Regions from separate parts of the Gossypium hirsutum genome. Here region 2 is linked to region 1. A link is a contact called in public Hi-C data. All regions are on one chromosome and are shown on one strand. Each heading gives the region's core, a stretch centred on a gene start, on an enhancer-like site or on the middle of the called end of the contact. The rest is flanking DNA. Distances are from core to core; before and after follow the strand shown.

Region 1 (5,814 bases), core at 933-3,432:
GACAAGAGTTGAAATTTAGGAATTAGAGAAGGTTTGGAAAAGCTAAGGAGTTGAAAATGAAGTATTTATGGCTAAGAATTGAAACTTTTAGACATTTAATTAATTTATTTTAGTTTAAAGATTTTTTTATCATATTAAAAGCTGAATAAATAATTTTTTTGTCCCTTTTAGATTTGGACTTTGAGCGGCTACACTTCAAAATAACCCCAAGGTCAACCTGTTTATATATATATATGCATTTCCATTGATTTGTTTGATGTTTGTTTATATATAATTTAATCCATGTGTTCAATACATATTCTTGAAATAGTTTCTAGCTTTCCTTGTTGAATTATTAATTGGATTAACTGCCACTCTTATCAATCTCGTTATTGAAAGCATTACTGATTATAAATTTCTTGACATTGTTAACTTCATCAAGGAAGAAAGGTAAAGGCTTCCACATCCATAACATAAAATCTAAAATGGATGAATGATTTGATGATTATAGGTATAGGGTTGATTTTTCTAATTGGTGTCAATTTTGTGTTCACCTTGGTTGCTTGCAGTTTTGTGGGTGTTTTTCACCCTAACTGTAATTGCTCCTAGAATCTCTGAAATCAAGGCTTATTTTAATGGAGTTGACGCTTCTGACATATTTGGTGCTACACCATTGCTTGCTAACGTTGGTGAGTGGGAATCAAAATAAACTTATGAGAAATTAACAAAGGCTTCAAGGTATGTGTCAATGCTATTTTCTTTAAGGTTCTATTTGCCCCCACCTATATTATGGTGTGCAAAAAAATTACTGACAAATAAACCCCGAGGATATAATGAAACTCAATGACTGTTTACGTTTTTCACTGACGTAAACAACCCACTGAGCACTGAGTAGAGCATAGCAAGGATATTAATTTCTATAAAAAATTTCTATAATAATTCTTTATAGAACAATTTAAAAATATAAAAAAATGGTGGGAGATCAGAAAGAAAATTTTTTCAATTTTTTTTTTGTTGTTATGGAAATGAAACTTCACTCCTATTTATAAAAGGCCTCATGTCTCTTTATAGAGACATAACTACTCAAATGAATAGTCATGTCTAGCAATAAATATAGTTATTCAATAAATATCTACTTGAATAATTATACCTATTTTTTAATAACCAAGTGACATAACTTTTGATTACTTATAATGTTTCATTTGCAATTATTGAAACACTATATATATACATTTTAAAAATGTTCCAAAGATAACTACATTTATTTGTATACATAAGAAATGAGAGGAGGATGGATGGAGAGGTGGAGAGATTCTGGCATGGTGATGAAATAAAGAAATTAAATGTGTAAATTTTAAAATAATAATATTATTTAACAGTTCAATTTAGGATTTTATTGAAAATTTTTTATAGTTAAGTGGCCACTTATGTATTTATCTTTAAGCTAACATACAATAAACAATGAAAGATATGTTTTTAAAATTAATTAACTATAATAACAAATAAAAAAATTAGATTAAATTATGAGTAAAATGATATTTAAACATATAAATATATCAAATAAATAATATTAAATACACTACAATTTACTTATAATGGTTTTGTCATCAATTTTGAGTTAGTGTTGAATTCTCTTATGATACTAACTGAATTAACAACATTATTAATATATACAACTGGTAGAGATAATAAATAATGCATATTAAAAATGTATAAAAATATCAAAATAGAGTTTTGATTGAGTGGTAAATTTAAGGTTTTACTGAACTAATTTGGCATGGGTTTAAATTGCACCATATGTATATTTTTCTTGATTTTTATTAAAATAAAAAGTATAAAATACACTTGAATAATATAACTTATTTTAATTATGGTAAGACATTTTTATAATTTACTAATTAAGTTGGTACCCAGTTGATGCATGATATATTTAATCAAAGATTTTATTAATAGAATAAAAATATAAAAGATTACAAAATTCTAAATTCTAAATTTATATTTAAATAAAATTATTAATATTTATTTGTAAATTTATTATTATTATTATTTGATTTATATACTTGGAAGTGTAAATAGAATTGAGAAGTATCATCTATTCGAATTTTTATTAGGCCGGAGCCCTTGAACCGTTGCAAGTTTTTTGGGCCACAGATACACCGTGTTTATCTGATCAATTCATCCAACACTTGAGGACCGTTAGATCTTTTGCAAAAGAGTGTTCAATCTTTGCTCAAAAAAAAAAAAAATCCCACATAGAAATATATCTAATTTAAATGAAAACAAATGAAGATAAAGTTTCCTTCCTCCTGTTCATTTCATTCCTCAGTTCCATCCCATGTATAATTTAGAAGCTCATCCATCCAGGTAATAAGTAAAGCCCTTCTTTGACTCCAAGCTACCTAGTTTCTGATATCTATGTACCTTTGGTTGGTTTTCTCTCTCAAATTTGCTGTTGTTGATGTACAAAACACATGGCTTGTTTCAGTGTTGTGTGCAATAATGGGGTTTTTGTTAGTAAAGAAAACTTGGTGATTGATAGTGGAAAACCCAAGTCTATCTGGAGAAATATTAGCTTTTCTGATACTTCATTTTGCTTTCCTTCACTTGGAATATATAGATATAACCATTGCAAAACCCAGAATTTGTTCTTTTCTGGTCATAATAGCTTTAGGTTAATTAGAAATGGAAGAAGAAATGAGGTTCCTTCTTTGGGTTTTCAAGTTTGTTGCAAGGCACCCAATGGGTTATTGATGAGGGGAAATAGTGGAGATAAGGAAACCCAATTTGGAAGAAGAGGAAGTAGTAATGTAAGAAAGAGATTTTCACTAAGGCTGCGTCCAAGGTTGCGGTTGTTAGCAATAAGAATGAAGAGAGTTTCGCTTAGGTCGATGTTAAATGGTATTGCTGTCTTTCTAAGAAAGAATATAAGAAGAGTTAGTCTATACAGTATAATATCTCTAGCGTTGGGAATGTGCTATTTGTTCTTGAAATTAACTGCAGTGCCATCTCCTAAGATTGTTCCGTACTCGGAGTTTATAACTAGCCTGCAGAGTAGTTCTGTGACCAAAGTTTTGCTTGAAGAGGGTTCCCGTTGTATATATTTCAATATGAATTCTAAAAGTGCTGAAAATACACAATCTGAAGAAGAATCATCAGCTGGGAATGATTCAATAGAAAACCTAACTGGTATGGCTGCAAGAGAGGATAGTGTGGTGGATGGTAGACAATTGCAAAAACAAGGTCTATTTAAGAAAATTTCAAGACCTAAAACTTCTACTTCTGCATGGATGTATTTGACAAGAAAAATTGATCATGACGAAAAGTATCTTCTTAGTTTGATGCGAGAAAAGGGAACAACTTATAGCTCAGCTCCTCAGTCAGTTCTAATGTCAATGAGGAATACTTTAATAACTATAATATCCTTGTGGATTCCTTTAACTCCTTTGATGTGGCTGCTGTACCGTCAACTTTCTGCTGCTAATAGCCCTGCAAGGAAGCGGCGACCAAATAATCAGGTTGTTGGGTTTGATGATGTGGAGGGAGTTGATACTGCTAAGGTGGAGCTTATGGAGGTAAGCACTTCTCTATTTCCACAAAATGGATATCATTTTTCCGCCTTCTCTTCTTTTAATATTTAATGTCAATGTATTCATGTGCTGGCCACATTATGGAATTCATGATAGGGATGCAGTTTTGCTTCTTTTCTAGAATTCATTCAAATTTGTTCTGAGTATTATATAGTCTACAGAAGGTAGAAAACCTGCCGGGATGTTCCCATAGTTTTCATTTGTGATTTCCTTTAGGACTGTCAATGATGTCAGTTATTGATTACTCTCTTTGTATTATAAATATGTCTGAGAATATGGCATCTACCTTGCTGCCAATTTTTGTCCTTTAATGGTTTAAAACTCATATCCTCACATATTTATATTTCTTATTAAAAAATATGTTAAATGCACCTAGACATGAAAGAAGTTGAAGAGCATCCCCTTTTGATGCATCTGGATGATCAAAGTCTTTTTTCTGGGTATTGACACAGGAAAATAGTACATGGAGATCTCCTTTTTATTACTATGATCTCCTCGCCTTGGTTTTATTTGCTTTGGAACGCATTTGAGAATTCTTTGATGATACTGATAAGAATTATTTGATGATATTTTTGGTTAGCACAAAATCATTTTTTTTTTGGTTTAACAAGTTCTATATATCTTCTGATCATTTCGCTCTCTGTAGTGCAACTACTATTTTTCTGGGGTATTGTTGTCTATTGTCTGATGTTCCTTGTAGCTATTATTATTACAAACTAGGTTTACTGAATCTCTGATGAATAATGAAGTAAATTTCTGCTGGCTATTTTCATTGACACATTCTTTTTGTAGGTAGTTTCATGCCTTCACGGTTCTGTAAACTACCAAAAACTGGGAGCAAAATTACCTAGAGGTGTGTTGCTAGTGGGTCCACCAGGAACAGGAAAGACATTACTGGCTCGTGCAGTTGCTGGAGAAGCTGGAGTTCCTTTCTTCAGTGTATCAGCAAGTGAATTTGTGGAATTATTTGTTGGTAGAGGAGCAGCTCGATTCAGAGATCTTTTCAATGTTGCAAGGAAATCTGCACCATCGATTATCTTTATTGATGAGCTTGATGCAGTTGGAGGGAAGCGTGGTAGAAGTTTCAATGATGAACGAGACCAAACATTGAACCAGGCAATTTAACATTCAACTCTATTTCCATTGCTTATGTGTATTCACTTCTATTATTAAATTCTTTATTATTCTGATCATATTGGGACTTCAATAATCAATTTTATCACTTCTGTGTAAATATTGCACTTTAGAATCAAACTATCTTTTCTAAAAAAATAAAAAAATAAATTTGTCCAATGAGTATTATTTAATCTGAGGAGCTGTCCTTGGATTTCTTTAAGTTTCATTTTTGAACTTATAATAGAATTTTACATAAAATTTGGAATTTTGGATCTCCAGCTATTAATGGGCTTTTAAATTTCATTTTGCTGCTGCAGTTGCTGACTGAAATGGATGGATTTGAGTCAGACATGAAAGTAGTTGTAATTGGAGCAACTAATAGGCCAGAAGCACTGGATCCAGCCCTCTGTCGCCCTGGTCGCTTCTCAAGGAAAGTGTTGGTAGGGGAACCAAATGAGGAAGGACGGAAAAAGATTTTGGCTGTACATTTGAGAGGAGTTCCTCTAGAAGAAGACCCACAACTTATTTCTGAGTTAGTGGCTTCACTGACCCCAGGTTTTGTAGGTGCTGATCTCGCGAACATTGTCAATGAAGCTGCTTTACTTGCTGCTCGTCGAGGTGAGAAGCTGATACATAGCTTTATCTGATTTCAGAGTGTGGTGCCTCCGCTGCCAGTTACATTTTGAACTTTCCTTTTTGTCGTTTTCGTTGAGCATCATAGAATCAGACCCCCTACAATCATTCCCAAAATGTTTTAATAACCATACCAGTCATCAAACCTGCAAGGGGCCAAGATTTTGGTTTAATTGGTTGAACTGGTTTGACTTTTGATTCGAATAAAACATTTATTATTATTTTTATGTTTCAGTACTTGGTAAGTAATAAAAACGGTGATAATGTAACTAAAAATGCAACTGGCTCAATTGTTAAGGCTTAAATGTCTGAGGAAGTGGTCTTGAGTTAAAGATCATCACTTAAATAAGTTTTACAACATATAGAATAAGAAAAACCTGTTCAATAACCTGTTTAATCTAAAGCCAGGAATCCTAGATGGGGCAGACCACTAGTTTTCAGTTGAACCGGTCCAGTCTCTGGTACCCCACCTCACAACCTGGCAGTGTGCACAGACCTT
Region 2 (5,814 bases), core at 1,078-3,577, 180 kb after region 1:
GAGGAAAGAATAAAGTATACGACGATTAGGCTCGATTACCATCATTTTGTACCAAGGTAAGTGCATATGCAAATAATGTGGTATTGTAACATGTTTTTAATGTTTTGATATTATGTGATAAATGTTTGGTTATTATACTTTGTACCAAGGTACAAAGTATATACTTTATTTGCATATGCACTTACCATCATTTTGTACCAAGGTAAGTTATATACTTATTGGTTATTATGAAAGCATAAATGATAATTGACCGTTACATACAACATCACGAGCAAGTACAACAAAGTATGCCTTGTGCAAGTGAGGAAAATCCCGTTTGAACCTTAGGAATAGTCTAGGATACAAGTGACATGTCACTAGGAATTTAGAAATCCGAACTCGTTGAGTTGGTCTGGGTTCGTGATATGTATGAGGCATCCGAGCTCGTTGAGTTGGTACGAGTTCATTATGGATACGAGCATCCGAGCTCGTTGAGTTGGTCCGAGTTCATTATGGATGCGTTACATGTAATTGGGTTCCGGGTAATGGTCTTATGTGTCCTACCGGTAGCTAGGTAATCCTTGAGTTGGTCGGATACTTGACAGCTTGTGTGAGTAGCCCGTGTAGTTACACCTTGACCGATAGTTTTTATGAGCAAGCTCGTGAGTAGCTCCATTGCGAGCATTACATGTTATGAGGTAGCTTTGGCTACGTATGTATATGTGGCACTTATGTGCTAGTTTTTCTCGTATCCAATAGTATTCTTAGTGTTCAACAAGTAATACAATGGATGTGATGAAAGTCCAGAGAAGGGCATGTTAAAGAGGTATGGTTATATGATATACTAAGATAAGTACAGATAGGTACGCTAAACCTATGAATAATGCCTTGGTAAAGAATGATTTGTGATGAGAAAGTATATGTGTACATTTGATAAGTAAGCCAAAAGGTTTAAGTGATGAATAATCTTTATGTATATGTTACTATGTCTTTGCATGTTGATTTCTTACTACCATTGCATATTATTTGCATGTGGACTTACTAAGCTTTAATGCTTACCCCTTTCCTTTCCATCCTTTATAGTTCCGCCAAGCTAGCTCGGGGACCGGAAGTTGTCAGAGTATTCAATCACACTATCAAAAGATTATCGGGTCTAGTGAAATTGTTATTTTGAGTATGGCATGTATAGGGGACTTGGTTATTTTGTGATATGTGTCATGCTATTTGGCCAAATTGTGAATGCTTATGATGTTGATGATTCATTTTGTAATGGCCATGTGGTATGGCTTATATTTGATCATTGGGTTGTAATCTAATTACCCATGCATGCATGTGTTAGTGCCTTGATGATGTGATATGTTATTGCTTGGTGAATGTATGATAAAGTATGGATTAGATGCTAAAAGATAGGGGATGACTTAATGGTTTAAAATGACTATAGTCATGAATGCATAATTTGAAGTTATGGTAACAAGTTTAATAATGCATGAAATTAGTGTGGAATGCTTCTAAATGGTGTAACAAAATGAATGTGCAATAGGATGACATTTTGAAGATGTGAGAGTGCCATGGTGTTGAATATTTGAGTGTCTAAATATGTCATGTTGCATGCTATGAAATATGTTTGAATGTATGAATGATTGAGGGTGACAATTGGCTTGGAAAATAGCCTTTAAATGGTCCACATGGGTAGACACACGGTCTGCCCCATGGGCGTGTTGAATGGCCGTGTGTCCCATGCACTCTAATTTTTACAAGTCAGTATGCTCAGTAGTAAATACATGGGCTAAGACACGGGCATGTGTCTCTTAATAGACATAATTTTCGAGGTAAACAGCAAAAATAGTCACTTTTGTTTGTCTCAGATTATATTTTCTTCGCTTATATTTGAAATATTACGTTTTAGTCACTTACGTTATTGTTTTGTTACGAAGTGGTCACTCTACTGTTAAACTCCGTTACCTCCCTAACGGTAGTCTTACATGATAGTCCAAATGGATTTTAAATGCCAACTTGGATGTCCAATTGCTAGAATGAAAATAGGTTTTTAATTAAACAAATTTTATTTGGACTGTCACGTAAGACATCCAAGTTGGCATTTAAAACTATTTGGATTGCCACGTAAGACCTCTATTAGGGAGGTAATGGGACTTAACGGTAGAGTGACCACTTCATAACAAAACAATAACATAAATAACCAAAATGTAATATTTCAAACATAAGTAACTAAAATGTAATCTAAGGCAAACAAAAGTGACTATTTTTATAGTATAACCTAATTTTCGGAAAGAAAAGCATTACTTTACAACCTTAATTTAAAACGATGGCGTATGGAAACTCAGAGGCAGACCATGTGGAGAAAAACGGGTCAACCTGAAACCCGAATTGTGGGAATCACACGCCTTTCATTTCATTTCAGTGCAAACTCGAAATCTGTCGCCACTCTTTCTGAGCTCCAACAAAGGAAGCTAAGAGATCTCACCGTACTGGAAAAATGGGATTAGGGTTGTTAGCTTCAAGTACCCTTAAGACCTCCAGGGTTCTCTCTTCTCAGTACTCTCGTTTCCGACCCATCGTCACCAAACCCAGCCTCCAATCCCCCGATGCATCAGCGGCCGCACCAGCAACGCAGCCGGAGCCCACTCCGCCTCCGCCTAAGAAACCTGTGGGCGGTGCCCGGGTCCACTTCACCAACCCAGATGATGCTCTCGAGGTGTTCGTTGATGGGTTCCCGGTGAAAATCCCTAAGGGCATGACTGTTCTTCAGGCCTGCGAGATCGCTGGAGTTGACATTCCTAGGTTTTGTTATCATAGCCGACTTTCGATCGCGGGGAACTGCCGTATGTGCCTTGTCGAGGTTGAAAAATCCCCCAAGCCCGTCGCCTCTTGCGCCATGCCTGCCCTTCCTGGTGAGCCTTTCCGTTTCATTGCCCTTTCTTTTTTCTTTTATTTTGGATAGATAAATTTATTCATTTGTTTGGATTAACCTTCAGGGAGGAGCGATTTTGATTTCCTATATACAGATTCGTGACTTAATTAGGTGGATTTAGTGATTTTGATTTGGGTATCAAATTAATTGAATACTGTTTAGTTTGCTTCAACTTTCCCTTGCTATTTTTATGCTGCTATTTGTTCTGTTTAATGTTAAGAAATATACAACGCTATGATTCATTACACTATGATCCAATTCTTTCTCTCTTTTATAGTATTTATATTCGCATAAATTTCTTTTTTATTTTACTTTTTTAGCAATATGGCTTTGGAAATGCTAAGCTCTTGTGTGAAACTGCTCTTACAAGTCGAAAGTGCTTTTCATTTAAACAATTTAACCTTTACGGAATTAGGCTGCTCTTTATCTAAATCTGTCCGTTTGTTTTATATTTTGGTTTGGTTCTGGTATTTCCCAGTACATTCTTTATTTATCTTCTTCTTCTTCTTATTATTATTATTATGTTCTCTAATTCTCCTGGGACTCTAATATAGGAATGAAGATTAAGACAGATACGCCGTTGGCAAAGAAGGCACGAGAAGGAGTGATGGAGTTTTTGCTGATGAACCATCCACTGGATTGTCCAATTTGTGATCAGGGTGGAGAATGTGATCTCCAGGATCAGTCTATGGCATTTGGATCTGATCGTGGCCGTTTTACTGAAATGAAGAGATCTGTTGTTGACAAGAATCTTGGTCCTTTGGTGAAGACTGTCATGACTCGGTGCATTCAGTGTACTAGGTCCGAAATTAACCTAACAATATTCCTAAGTTCTTTATTTATTTATATTTTCAAAGATTTTAAGATTTGAATCCCAAGGATAACTGCTTCCACTAATGAGTTTCTTTTAAATAAACAAATGCATTGGAGAATTTTTAGCTTTAGATATTTATGGCTACATATAGGTACCGAGAATTTATATTCCAATAAATCCCAATTAAGAATGACTGGTATTGCTTGTTTATGTGTTCACTACCTTTTTAATCATGTGTTGCCCTACACTTAGAATTGTTTATATCAGATTGTGATTAAGTTAGCCTATACAATTTGCTTTGTGAATTTTGCTTTACTTCATTATGTTAGACTGATGCACTTCTTCTATTACACAAATCAGTCCGAGTTCTAAAGCTTTGTGATTCATAAATAGGTCTTTCAAAGCCTCTCTAGTGTATTTTCCTTTTTGAGTGATAAGCTAAAAGTTGCATCTTCTTCTTTAAGCCATTTTTGGGCCAAATCGTTGTGATCTTTTGAGGATTTGTTTGTTTGAGAAATATCTATAAGCAATTTTCTTTCTGTTCTATGTTCCATAGGTCAGAGCTTGAGGCAACTAACTTTTTGTGGTCTCATCAGGTGTGTCAGGTTTGCAACAGAAGTTGCTGGAGTTCAGGATCTTGGCATGTTAGGTCGTGGTAGTGGAGAAGAAATTGGGACTTACGTTGAAAAGCTTATGACAAGTGAGCTTTCTGGAAATATAATTGATATCTGCCCTGTTGGAGCTCTTACCTCTAAACCCTTTGCATTTAAGGCCCGAAACTGGGAGTTGAAAGGAACAGAGACCATTGATGTGACTGATGCAGTTGGATCCAACATTCGAATTGATAGCAGAGGTCCAGAGGTTATGCGTATCCTTCCACGTTTAAATGAGGTAAGTGTAAATTGTCATACGATGCTTATGGTACACTCATTTCTAGGAATCTTTTGTCTGATGCCCATGAAGCACTGAACTATCTGTTGAGTGTCGACTGCTTTTGTGCTAGTACTTTTAAGTGTTCTGGTCTTATCACTTCATTAACTCTACGACCTGTATTATTTCTGTTTATGAGAAAAGCAGCCTTTATATTTAGTTCTTGAGGAGATGTGATAATTTAAGATTGACTTATACCAGCTTTAAATTTTCATTGTGATTACTGTGGCATATGTAACAACACATTAATGATATTGTTTTGTACATTTTCCACTGTAGTTTTAGCTAGACACATCTTATTTTCCAGTTGTGACAGTAAATGTGTGGCATGGGCTGCATGGGATAGAGTTATTATGGTCTTGTTAATATCTGAGAAGGGCTTGGTTATGTTCTTGCACTTGTTGCAAATTTATCTCACAATTTACCACTACCCCTAAAGAATGTGGAAATTGTGAATTGTGGACTTTTCTAGTAGGGTTTGTTTCATTTAGATAATATGGTCAAATGTTCTCTTCCAGTTTGTGCAAGGTTCGAAGTAACTAAGGTTTCTTGTCATGAACTTCTGAAGTTTCAATGATTAAAATTTTAAGAAGGGAATTTGCACTTTCAAAGCTGATTATTTTTCCAACTGGTGCAGTCCTTTTTATCTGAGTAACATGCATTAATCATTGAAATGTTTATAATTATCAATAAAAAGAAAAAAAAAAAGTGTTCTTTTTTTTTATGAAGAAAAAGGTTTCTCAATGTTCTGTTTGTCTGCCTAAATCAGATTTTTGTCCATTAGAGAAACAGTAAACTTAATTGTTCTGCTAATAGCCAGAGCGTTGATCTGTTTGACAAGATAAGTAACTTTTGCCTGTTTCATTGACCTTTGTAGGATATAAATGAAGAATGGATATCGGATAAGACTCGTTTCTGTTATGATGGGTTGAAGAGACAGAGGCTAAATGACCCCATGATTCGTGATGCTAATGGACGCTTTAAGGCTGTGAGCTGGCGTGATGCATTGGCTGTTGTTGCTGAGGTTGCCCTTCAGGTTAAAGCAGAGGAAATTGTTGGGATTGCCGGTAAGCTTTCCGATGCTGAATCCATGATGGCACTGAAAGATTTGTTAAACAACATGGGATCAAACAATGTGTGGTGCGAAGGAACTGGCACAAGC

The links. A called contact is a pair of places that touch in the nucleus more often than the background predicts.
Region 2: a contact with region 1 is called in a Hi-C map of leaf, with 2.1 times the contacts expected there. The contact joins the promoter of LOC107952792 here to the promoter of LOC107962248 in region 1. A contact is called at or near these places in 6 of 34 Hi-C or Micro-C datasets (callus, hypocotyl and leaf).

Annotation. Positions count from the first base shown.
Region 1 is chrA07:81,109,992-81,115,805 of Gossypium_hirsutum_v2.1, forward strand. LOC107962248 (probable inactive ATP-dependent zinc metalloprotease FTSHI 3, chloroplastic) reads left to right here and starts at 2,183. Exons shown (of 5, transcript XM_016898565.2): 1 at 2,183-3,551; 2 at 4,359-4,682; 3 at 5,000-5,300. The coding sequence starts at 2,451.
Region 2 is chrA07:81,294,794-81,300,607 of Gossypium_hirsutum_v2.1, forward strand. It overlaps LOC107952792 (NADH dehydrogenase [ubiquinone] iron-sulfur protein 1, mitochondrial), which reads left to right and starts at 2,328. Exons shown (of 5, transcript XM_016887968.2): 1 at 2,328-2,888; 2 at 3,463-3,709; 3 at 4,319-4,613; 4 at 5,530-5,814. The coding sequence starts at 2,474.